2 separate regions of the Mus musculus genome follow, and region 2 is linked to region 1. Evidence: chromatin contacts called from public ChIA-PET data. All regions are on one chromosome and are shown on one strand. Each heading gives the region's core, a stretch centred on a gene start, on an enhancer-like site or on the middle of the called end of the contact. The rest is flanking DNA. Distances are from core to core; before and after follow the strand shown. Region 1 overlaps Prkcq (protein kinase C, theta). Region 2 overlaps 8030442B05Rik (RIKEN cDNA 8030442B05 gene).

Evidence for each region. ChIA-PET counts read pairs in DNA pulled down with a chosen protein or histone mark.
Region 2: an RNA polymerase II ChIA-PET map of memory CD8 T cells shows a contact between it and region 1, with 157 read pairs. The contact joins two enhancer-like sites. A contact is called at or near these places in 3 of 115 datasets of contacts at active chromatin or transcription factors (CD8 T cells, effector CD8 T cells and memory CD8 T cells) and 1 of 9 other capture datasets (adipose tissue).

What each region holds. Positions count from the first base shown.
Region 1 is chr2:11,213,657-11,219,777 of GRCm38.p6, forward strand. All of the region lies in intron 1 of Prkcq (protein kinase C, theta), which reads left to right. Among named protein-coding and RNA genes, the nearest start is that of Prkcq, 44 kb to the left of the region's middle. Within about 2 kb of position 4,710, at least 47 of the 459 cell types and tissues checked have an H3K27ac peak or open chromatin away from gene starts, as enhancers often do. A contact at or near this core is called in CD8 T cells, adipose tissue, effector CD8 T cells and 1 more, where this site is marked.
Region 2 is chr2:11,371,779-11,377,637 of GRCm38.p6, forward strand. The region is part of intron 1 of 8030442B05Rik (RIKEN cDNA 8030442B05 gene); the gene reads right to left. Among named protein-coding and RNA genes, the nearest start is that of Gm13291, 10 kb to the right of the region's middle. Within about 2 kb of position 3,518, at least 199 of the 459 cell types and tissues checked have an H3K27ac peak or open chromatin away from gene starts, as enhancers often do. A contact at or near this core is called in CD8 T cells, adipose tissue, effector CD8 T cells and 1 more, where this site is marked.

The DNA of each region.
Region 1 (6,121 bases), core at 3,460-5,959:
TTAGACACACCAGAAGAGGGTGTCAGGTCTCACTATGGTTGGTTGTGAACCACCATGTGGTTGCTGGGATTTGAACTCAGGACCTTCGGAAGAGCAGTCAGTGCTCTTAACCGCTGAGCCATCTCTCCAGCCCACCTTATTGTTTATTATTTAACTATATCATTTAAATGATCTAATACATATTTTCTCTCCTTTTTAGAAGGTTTATTACTTTTATTAATTGATAGTGTGTGAGTGTGAGAGAGACAGAGAGAGACAGAGAGAGAGAGAGAGAGAGAGAGAGAGAGAGGTGAGTGCCCACCAAGGCCAGATTCTCCAAAGCTGTGCACCACCCCTTGTAGGTATTGGGAACAGAACTCATGTGCTCTGTAAGAGCAGTATGTGTGCTTAACAGCTGAGCCATGTCCCTCATCCCCACATTTGCTTATCCAGAGATTATACACATCTCTTATGGCCAAATCTGCCTTAGAAACCATATATTACACAGATGATGAAATTATGCATTATACATTACCAACAAACTATGCACGGAATTATATTAATCATTATTTTTAGTGGAATATATCTCTCATGTAATTTTGTTACAAATTCAATTTGCATAACCAGATAAATCCTTCAATTTTCAGAGCTTTTTAGGTTTAGGGATTGTAGAGATGGGCTTATGTACTGGAATAATTTGCATATTGTTGATGTCTAGCAAATCGAATTATTTGTATTCTACCAGCCATTCATATAATTTTCATATATTGCCTGTACTGGGCTTGTTCTGTAGTTTTCTTAGGGTGTTTGTCTTTTTCCTGATGGTTAAGAGATTTTACATATGTGTCATGCGTGTAGTCACACGCATGTTTTACAAAGACGTGTCTGTCATTTAAAATGCTTTGTAAGCATTCCTCACAATTGGCTGTTACATAAAATAGTTTCCTTGTTGAGTGTCTCTGTGGTGTCATACCTGGGAAGCTCTTCCTAGTTCCAAAAGATCCTAATCATTAATCTACATTTCTAGTACTTTCAGTGGTTGACTGGTTTCATTTCAAAATAGCTTCCATCTGCCAAAATTTTAATTTGATGTTGACTGTGATATAGGCTTCAATTAGAGAACATAGTCCCATTTACTAAGCACATCTTCACTTTCCTCCCGACTTTCAGTCTAGCTCTCATTACATCCAGAACTTATATACTCATGCATGCTTATCTTCATCTGCTTCAGGATCTTTTATTTTCTTCTGTGTACCTGACCATCTGGTCTAACATCAATTCCACATTATTCCCATGATGACACAGAATGATCTGTGTCTATTCTGACTGATGGAGGGGAGAGACGGTTATACGGAGCACAAAGGGTTTTCAGGACAGTAATGCTGCTCCCTATGAATCCTGTCATTGCGGGAACATGGCCTTATTTGGTGATAGGAAACTATAAAACGTACAGCACCAAAAATGAACTCTACTGAAAACTGTACTTTCTGTATGACAGTGGTGATTGAACTAGGTGTATTGGGTAGGGATGTGGATGGTGGCAAAGCTCTGTGTGAGCAGAACAGGGCTTGGGGGAACCTTCTGCACGTCTCTGCCTGGTTTGGCTCTAAACTCGTTCTGTAAAATGAAGATCCATTGAGTGAAACAAATGCTAGACAGTGCTGCTGAAATCCCTGTGAGGAGGATAAAAAGGCAAATAGAGCATCAGCTAGATTACATTGTAGCAAAAATTATGATTCAAATACTGTGTTATTACAATGTTTCTCAAACTCTGTAGTGAAGTAACAAGGTTTTTAAATCCCACTTTCTATGAGAGCTCAACCCTCTTTGTTTTTCTTAGGAAACCTACTTGATACACTTGGATTAGTTACAGTTTTTGTTGTGACAAAATGCCTGGCGTAAGCAACTTAAAGGAGGAAGGTCTTACTACATGTAACCCCAGGTTTTAGAGATCTCGATCCATTATAGCAGGGAAGGTCAAAGTTGAACAGTGCACAGCATGACCTCCAGCAAACAGAGAAAAGACCTGGAAGGGGCCAGGCTTTCGTCAGGCTGACTGAGCCAGCTTTAGGTGTGAGCAGCATTAATATTCTGAGCTGGAGCAAATCCCATCATTCAGTTGTCTTCATGCATGTCAGAACAGTAGGTTCAGGCAGTGGGAAGACAATGGACTCTTGGCTCCTACTCCCTCTTCTACCACAGAGTAGACAGATATCTCATGTTGGTTCCTCTGAGTTTCAATTCCATTGTCTGCTTGTCTGCTCCATGAGAATCCAGACCAAATGTCTATAAGGAACATTTTAATCTTCACAGTGGAAGAGATTAGGGGATCCCTCTCTGATTTATTCATTGCTCTTATAATTTGAGTTGGAAATATCCCCCAGTTTCACGTTTTGAATGAGTGTCCCTTAGTTGGTGCCCCAGATAGATTTAACTGTCAACTTGACACAGCTCAGAGTCACCTGAAGAGAAAGTTTCAACTGAAGGATTTCCCAGATTAGCTTTACCTATGGGCATGAGGAGGATTGTCTTGATTGACGTCAGCAGCCCCAGTCCACTGTGGGTGGTACAATTCCCTAGACTGGTGACCTTTGCCTATATAAAAAAGCATGAGCCTATAGGTCAGGAAGCAGCATTCCTCCATAATTTCCGGTTCAAGCTCCTGCTTGAGTTCCTCCCCTGACTTCCCTCAGTGATGGAGTGTGACTTGGAAGTGAAAGCCAAATACACCCTTTCTTCCTGAGTATCTTTTGATCCTGGTATTTGTCAAACAACAGAATGAAAACAGAAAACCTGTTAATGCTAGGTGGAGAGGCTGTGGAGACTTTAAGGGGGGAAGGTTACTGATAGAAGGTCATGTAGGCCAGCTGCTTGAGGGTTAAATCCCCTCCCTGAATTCTGTTGTCTGTACTTCTGGCCTGCCCTGACATGAATGGCCTCTGTCACATGCCTCCAGTGAAGTGCACTGAGTGGCTCTGCTCTCCCTTCCCCACTATGATGGACGAAAACTCTCTGAAACTGTAAGCCATCATGAATCATTCACCCTTTGTTCCTGTCAAGGATGTGGCCACCGTGAAACAAAAAGAACTAGCGTAATTGCTTTGTTTTATTTGATCCATCCATTCACTGGTTCATTGTGAACGTATTGTAGGTCAATCCCTAGGTTTTCCATGCACCCTGGATGAGATGGGAGTGAGGGAGAGAGAGAAAGACTGATTATGCTTACTCCCTGTGTTTCCTTCTCACTGTGAGCCTAGAAGTCACTGAACGTGAAGTGGTGCTGGCAGATGGGGAGAATGGACCAGGGAGAGGTTCTTGCTGCTGCCACTTTAGTCACTAATTGAGAAGAGGCGTCTTATCTTCAGCTATGCTGCCCTGTTTAGTGGGTGGTGGCACCCTGAGCATTGTGGGTTGCTTCGTAATAACCCTGGCTTTAACCTTCAGGCAATAGCATCTGACCCCTCTGTTTACATCAGCTCTAGTGTCTCTAGTCTTGAGCACGTGTTCACTTGGAGTAACAGCAACCTGGTTGAGGAGGACAGATTTAGAACCTCCTAAGACGCAAGCACTGGGCAAGATACTGTGCAGAATAAGGGAGTAAGACAATGCAGGCCTCGCCTTGTGTGGTTCGCTCAAGTGCAGATTCTGTATCTAGAGTGGGCATCGCAGGAACCTGGAGTACTTGCTGAAGCCTAGCTTGCTGAGTGCTATAGTTTTAACATAGCAGGTCCAGGGTGCTAGAGACTTCTCAGGTGATGCTGCTATTGGAAGATCCCCAGGACACGTTTTAGGTATTACTAAGCTTCTGCCTCCATCCTTCAGATATGTAGTACCTGCTCCTGTTGTGGCCAAAAATACAGCCAAACTAATCCTTTCATTCAAACTAATTTGTATTTTATATGTTATAACTGATTTTGATCCCAGGATCCACATGGTAAAAGAAGAAATCCAGCTCCTATAAGTTATCTTCATGCATGCTGTGGAACATGTTATCTGCATGCATGCTGAGGAACATGTTATCTGCATGCATGCTGTGGAACATGTTATCTGCATGCATGCTGTGGAACATGTTATCTGCATGCTGTGAAACATGTGCTTCCTCACACCCTCTCCCCATGCACAAATGCTCATACACACAGATAGAAAAATGAAAATACCATTTTTAAATGTTTAAAAAGGAATTAGGCCTCAATTAACTGATTAGTCAACCCACAGTTAATGGAATGTCAGAGGAAAAACAAATCGAGCGGCCTGTACATTGGAGCAGTAGCAGAAAGTAATGGGTTTTATAGAATACATTTATTTTGACCTCCTTCTAAATGGGCAAGTCAGCAGGCTGGCCCAGAAATGAAAGTGTTGCCTAATTTTATAGTTTTCATGGAGTTGAAGCTTCAAACTTTGACTAAATTTTTACAACCTGCTCATTTATAAGTGAGAATGCTTCAGTGTAAGAACAAGACACAGGCAATTCACACAGACTCAGGCACACACACACATATCTGCTCACATTTATTTCCCTTCTGCCTGCAGCATCCTTTATGTGACAGAAATGGCCCGCATCAGCATTGTCCATCCACACTAGCACATGGAGGACTCCACCTAACACTATTTTGCATAAACTATCAGTTCATCTGGGGACAGCTATTTCCGCTCATTGTGGTGATACCAGTGAACGTTGTATTTTCTCTGAAAAGTGTCACACACCCTTAGGAGGAAGTGGGGTGTGGTGTTAATGCAGCAGTAAACACAGAAGTGTGTTGCCATTGGTGTCCCCTGCAGTGACAGTTCTGTTTCTCATCCTGTCCCTGACACCATCACAGCACTCCTTGTAGGATAAGAGGGCAAGAAAGCGAAGAAGCTCACCGTCTCCTTTCCCAATCCCCTCTAGGAGGAGAGGCTAACCCCAAATTGAGTTCTCATAGCTTATCTGGAACTAACTCCCAATCACATCCATGTATCCAGTAAAACACCTTACAACCCATTTGATGGTTTAGCTAGTGTTTATTGAATAAATATTTGAGTCAGCTCATCAACTTGGCCAGTAATTAAGGCTTATTCTAGGCATATGGATTGATCCGTAGTGTGAGTTGTTATATTTTCATCAGGAAGCACTTCAAAGGCTATATGGGAAAATCTTCGAAGGGTATCTGGGAAAACCATAGCTTACTTCTCCACTGGCCATTCAAAAGCATTTTCTGTGGGTTAACTCTTTGAATCTTCAGAACATGGACAGATCCAACCCCTCAGAGACTCCTAGGAAGTATGTCTACTTTATGCCTCGATTTGCACATAGAAGAATTTAGTCACAGAGTTTCAGACATTTGCTTAAGATATAGAAATGGGATACGATGGAGTTGACTTTGTTCTGAGATGGTCTCACTTGCAAACCTATGAGCACCTTCATCTCTTTGCTCCTCCCACAGTCCCTATGCCTATGTGTATATTCCCAATAAAGGTTAGATGACAGGGAAGACCCTGTACCCAGGGACTTCAGCCTCAGCTTCTCATCGAGGTGTCCTTTGACTCGGGCCCAGGCCCTAAGTTTGCTCCCCTGTACCAGGTGGTACAGTTTTCTTCACCAAGCACCAGCTTGTCCCTCAGAAGACTGCAAAGCCACAGCATCTCAGAGATAGTGCTGGGGCTGCAAAGACAATAGCATCATAGAGCTTATCTTTTCAGAGTTAACTTGACACAAGCAACAGAACCTTAGATTACATCTCCTCCTGTAAAAGGTAACATCTCCATGCCTGCCATTCCACAGACTGCCCATGAGGCTCTGGGTTTAGTTAGATACCCTGTCTAAAGAAAAAGAGGAAGAGGGGATTAGAATAAGGCACTGCACATCCTCTGGTCTCTGAACAGGCCCACAATCAGATGCACCCACATACATACATGCTCAGAAACCACACATATACACCACCCTACACAAAAACATACACCTGATGAACACATACCAAAAAAGGACCTTTGCATAAGCGTAAAGTAAAAGTCTGGCGCTAAGCATTGGATTCTAGTTTAATTGACAATGTTTGGCCTGTCTACAAAATAATAATGTTTCCAGTACTTAATGCTCAGCGCTTGAGAAGATAGGCATGGTAAGGTATTAAAACAAACCACAGATTCTTTAACGGTCTTCTAGTCA
Region 2 (5,859 bases), core at 2,268-4,767, 160 kb after region 1:
CACCATCGTCTGGATTCCCTCAGAGCATAGCCTACGTTGTTTGTTGTTTGTTTGTTCCCACATAAGCACATCATCTCTCCCCAATACCTGGCCTATGCTCGGCCCTCAGTGGGTGTTAGAACTTGGGATCAAGTGACAGCTGGACTATTAGACACACCTGGACTTTAGTCACACCATCATGAAAGGGTCTTCTATGTGTTTGGTCTAGCTGGACAGTCCTTGCATCTGGACCATCTGGACAGCGTGGTGCTGGGCTTTACAGCATCCATGAACCCATTGAGGACTCTAAAATCGATGTCCTACAGCAACCCTCCACTTGAATGAGCCTATGGGACAGTTCCGTGGAGCCGAGTAGACCAGCAGAGAGACTGGCAGAGAAAATGGTTTCCTGAAGTATGAGCCTAGGCCTGCTCATACTTTTGACACCATGCCTGGACAAAGAAGCTGGAGAATAAGAGGTCAGTCAGCTGAGAATCCTCTCTGGGAAAAACAGACCAGTAAGTGGGGAACAGATTCCCTAAATGGAGTAGAAGACACTCGAAAAGTTAGTGCTCTCTACGCAGGCAGACAAGGTACTGTCTGTCTAAGGGCAAGGAGGAGCCTGTATGACAGAGCAGAGGGTTGACAGCATCTTGGAATGCATGGGACACTATGGGAGATGACCACTTGGAATGCATGGGACACTATGGGAGATGCCCTTCTCCCATCCAGACAACTCAGAGATGAGCAAGAGAGAAGAGACATCTGAGAAGTCACAGGAACTCCCACAGCACAGGCTAGGGTCACTGTGGTGAACTTGTTCTCCATCGGGACAGGGTCCTGAGCACACCAGATACAAAAGCAACCTTTCCTTTTTGCTTTTTTCTAGGCATGGTTGCATGGTTTCTCAGTGTAGCCCTGGATTGATTGATTGATTGATTGATTGATTGATTTTTTTGAGACGGGGTTTCTCTGTGTAGCCCTGGCTGTCCTGGAACTCACTCTGTAGACCAGGCTGGCTTCGAACTCAGAAATCCACCTGCCTCTGCCTCCCAAGTGCTGGGATTAAAGGCGTGTGCCACCACTGCCCGACAAAAGCAACCTTTCCTGCTGTTGTTCGGGCTCCCACTCTCCTTGCTGCACCCCACCAATGGCTGCATGTTGATCATTCTAACTGCCCAGTGCCTCACAAATCCTTCCTATGATCCGGCTCTCTCCTTTGCTAAGAATCATTTTCCAGAATCACTTCACTGCTCCTGCCGACCCTCCAAACTTTGCTTCCTGCCTCTTCCGGCTCTCTTCTGTTAGGCTACTCTAAACATAAAAAAAAAAAAAAAAAAAAAAAAAAGTGTGTGTGTGTGTGTGTGTGTCGCATGTGTTTGGGTTCCTGAGAAGGCTAAACAAGGGCATCAAACTCCTTGAATCTGGAGTCATGGGTAGTTGTGAGCCACATAATGTCAAGAGTTGTAACTGAACTCAGGTCCTCTAGATGCGCGTCAACAAGAGCTCTTAACCACTGACCCATCTCTCCAGCCCCTAACTTTTTTATTTGCCTCCTTAATATAAATATCAAAAGTAAAAATTTGCACTCAGCTCTAAAAATATTTTAAAATATCTTGAAATGGCTCCCATGAACCTAAGGTAACATAAGCTTTAGAAAATACACAGGAGAAAAGGAGAGAGGTCAGCAGACAGATTCGGGACTGCTTTCTAATCAATTGTCGTAGTGGTCCCACCTGAAGCCTGAAAAGTTCCTGGAGGAAGTGTACACGGCCCATGTTTTATTTAGACCACTCTAGACCACTTATCTCTTAAATGAAGTCTTAATTACCTAAAGACCATGCTTAGGAATGAACGTAAGGGGAAATGACGAACTAAAGAATCTGTCCCGATTGTTATCTTTGACCACCGCAAATAGAGACAAATATAGCTATTTCCTGATTGAATCTATTTTATATACTCCTCACATAACAAAGCTCAGTTTTTCCTGTCTGGGTTTCCCATTTCTCATTCAGCTTTGGGGTAAAACACAGATCTGGATGATCACATGATCAATAGGTGCCACTTAGAAGGTGACTATTAAAATCAAACATGGCTATCAGAAGTGCAGAACCAAAGAGCAGAGAGGTTTGTCCTTGTGGCAGGGACCCTGCTGCACAGCCTACCCATGACTGTTGAATGGCAGCAATGGTGTTGGCCTTTTAAAATTCTTGCAGATGAAAAGTGCATCTCTGCAGGCACCTGGCAGAAAACCAGACCCCTGTTACTTTGTTACTTTGTCCTTCTACCTAGACTAATATTGAATATCAACTTATAAGATTGCTGAAGAGACAGGCCTCTGGGTATTTCCTAGGGCATGTCCAGTTGGGTGTTCTAGATTAAGTTCTTTGAACTGGGAAGACCCACTCTAAATGTGGGCAGCATTGTCTATGAGCCGGATTCCGTAAAATAGAGAAAGCTAGCTGAGAACATTCACTACCCTCTGCCTCCTGACTATGGGTGCAATGTGAACAGTTCTCTGATGTTCACGCTCCCTTGCCTTGCTGCCATGAACTGTGAATCAGAACAAATTCTTCCTCTCTTCTCCTGCTTTGGACATAGCAATGACCAAAAAAAAAAAAAAAAAAAAAAAAAAAAAAAAAAAAAAAAGACAAAAAACAAAAACAAAAATCCACTTTTATCAGGACCCTGTAGCATAGGACTTTATTTAATCCCAGATACTCATCAAGTTAAGGCAGAAGGTTGTCAAGTTCAAAGTCTACATGAGCTACAGAGTGAGTTCAAGGCCAATCTGTGCAACTCAGTGAGACCCTACCTCACTTTGTTTTCTACGGAGTTGGGACTCTGTATGTCAATGGTAGACATACATCTTGCTTAACAGCCCCAGTACCAAAACCAACTACAACAACACAACTTCACCCTGTGTGGTAGCTCATGCCTACCCATCCCAGCAGTGCAGAGGAGAAGGCAGAAAGCTTACAAATCCAAAAACCTGCTTGGAGCTATCAAGTGAGACTCGACACTCACTAAAATAAATAATTAAAAAAAAAAATAAAGGAAAAAGGTTACCATCAAGGCTAGTTGTGAAATAAGTCTAGCAAATTGGTTTAAGACTCCTGACTGCTTTTTCTGTTTTCCCATCAAAGAAAATTAGCCTTAGAAATAGCAATCCACATGGCTATAAATATATATATATATATATATATATATATATATATATATATATATATCCTGTGAATGCTTTGAATTCTTTGCCATTCTTGAGTACAGTTCATTAGGGAAGTGAGTCCTGAGAGCGCTCACAGCTAAAAGGGCAAAGCAGAGTGGGTCCCCCAAAGCCCCCTAGCACACACACACACTCCACAAGAATCTCATGGAATTCATTGGTCATGAGGCGTTTTTTGTAGTTGGTGGTAACAGTGGTTTTTGGGTTTAGCTTTGTTTGTTTTTGTTTCGTTTCTGCTTGCTTCATGAGTCTCTTATGGGCAGGCACTGAAACCACTTATTTGCATACAGCTCCCAGAGCCAGGGTGAGCTGAGGACACAGGCTGTCTGCCTTGGCAGAAGCAGGAAGTCACTACAAGAAACCATGCCTCTCTACCCTTAGTGGCCTTCTCTTCGTTTATATGTGATTTTTCAAGAAAACCCAAGTTGACTTTTCGAACAGAACACAAAAGCTTAGAAGTGAGCCGGGCGTGGTGGCCCACTCCTTTAATCCCAGCACTTGGGAGGCAGAGGTAGGAGGATTTCTGAGTTCGAGGCCAGGCTGGTCTATAGAGTGAGTTGCAGGACAGCCAGGGCTACACAGAAAAACCCTGTCTCAAAAAGCAAAAAACAAAACAAAACAAAACAACAACAACAACAAAAACAAAAACAAAAAAACAAAAAGCTTAGAAGTGGGTAAAAGAAAAACCAAAAGACCCTGTCCCCCTTTCTCTTATTTAGAAATTCTGAGTCATCAAATTGGAAAGGAGCTAGAGGCCAGTTGCAAAGAAGATGGTTGGGAGGATTAACAGACCCCCCCCCCCAGGACATTCTCCACACCGGGGAACACACAGTCGGGGTATAGGAGTCTCTGCAGCCACCTGGCAGAAAACCAAACCCCTGTTACTTTGTTACTTTGTTACTTGTTACTTTGTCACCTTCTACCTAGAGTGGCAGGACATTCCATTGTCATTCCTGTGCTAGGTGTAGTCTGAGCCTATACCTGTTGGTATTCAACAGGAATGCCTCCCACTGTTGAAGCAATGTGATCCTTTCTCACTGGTATTTAGATGGGATTCCAATTGCTCCAAGTAGTTCCTCTAGATTTGAATCTCTTTCTCAGACAACTGCCTTTGTCCAGCTAGGTATACTGCCGCTTGCTGTCTTACACCCGAGATCCCATGTAAGTTATGTCCAGACTATAAGGGATGGTGACCTTCACTCTGCTACACGTAGCAGAGAGGCAGCAGAAGAAATGCTTGCAGTGAGTGGCTTCTGGCCAAGATTCATGTCACCTGTGCAACATGAAGTTTTAAAAGGCTTCAGAAGTAGCACGTGTGCTTAGCAAGGAGTATTTATTTACACGCTGCCTTATTCCAAGAAACGAAACCTACTAGGAAGTTACAGCAGCTATAAAGTATGAGGTGACGTTCAAATGCACAGAGCAGCTTCACCTTTCTGAGGCTCTGTCGTCACTTTCATAGCCTTCCTGGATCTTTCTTTCCCACATCCTGGTGTGCAATGGAACTGCGCACTGGTGAGCTGTCTCTTCCCAAACATATAGAGAACGCTAAAGGGTTAGATAATGATTTCCCAGATTCTCAGTTCTTCCCACAGTCGTGTGACTATAGACTTGTGGTTCCTTTAACTATCCACACCTGACAATGTAATTATCTCTTCTAACTTCATTAATATTGTCTTGTATACCAAACTGCTTGCCTGGTTTAAGAGGAAATATTTGTCACCTGATGGACTCTGTATATCTCTAATCTCGCCATCTCTCCATTGGCTAAATAATTATCTCATCGCAAATGTCAGTTGGACAGAGCAAACATAGTATGACACGGCAGATAATTTGAAGCTGTACCTGTGCAAAATTAAAATAATTACACCTTAAGAAGCGTAGGTGCTGATTTGAAGGCCAGTAGCAAGACAGTGCTCCCACTGAGGAGACAAGAGTACCTGCTCAGCTTAGTAGTTGTGACGGCGCATGGTACGAGTGTGTGCACGCATGCCTGTGGGATGTGTGTGTGTGTGTGTGTGTGTGTGTGTGCTTGGTGGTTGTAGTGGTTCATATTCATGGTCAACTTAACTGGATTTAGACTTGCCTAGGAGATCCACCTTTAGAGTGTTAATGAGGACATTTCCAGAGAGGTGTAAGTGAGGTGAGAAGAGTCCGATGAGTATGAGCAGCATGGCCCTATGGGCTAAGTTCCCAGAATGGGGTCGGGGGGAGAGGAGAGAGAGACAGAGAGAGACAGAGAGACAGAGAGACAGAGAGACAGAGCTCATAACTAAGAATCAACATTCCTCTCTCCCTGCTTCCTGACTGCCAATGCAGCAAGGCCAGCTGCCTCCTGCTCCTGCTGTTGTGGCTTCCCCCGCCCTAAGGGACTGAATTCTCTGTGAGCCTAAGTGAGCTAATACTTCCTTTAGTTGCTCTGTCAGACATTCTGCCACTAACACAGGAAAAGACTGAATTTATAATTCTGCTGTCCGGAAGCATGTCCTAGAAGACATTGCTCCTCTGGCTCTTGTCTCTGGAGCTGTAAGATCTAGTAAATATGTGACTGGTTTGGAATGTGTACTTGAGCAGTTATGATAAGCCTCTAGCAAAATTACTCATTACCATGAAGATTTATACTGTGGGGTTTTTTTTTTTCTGAGCTTTTAAAG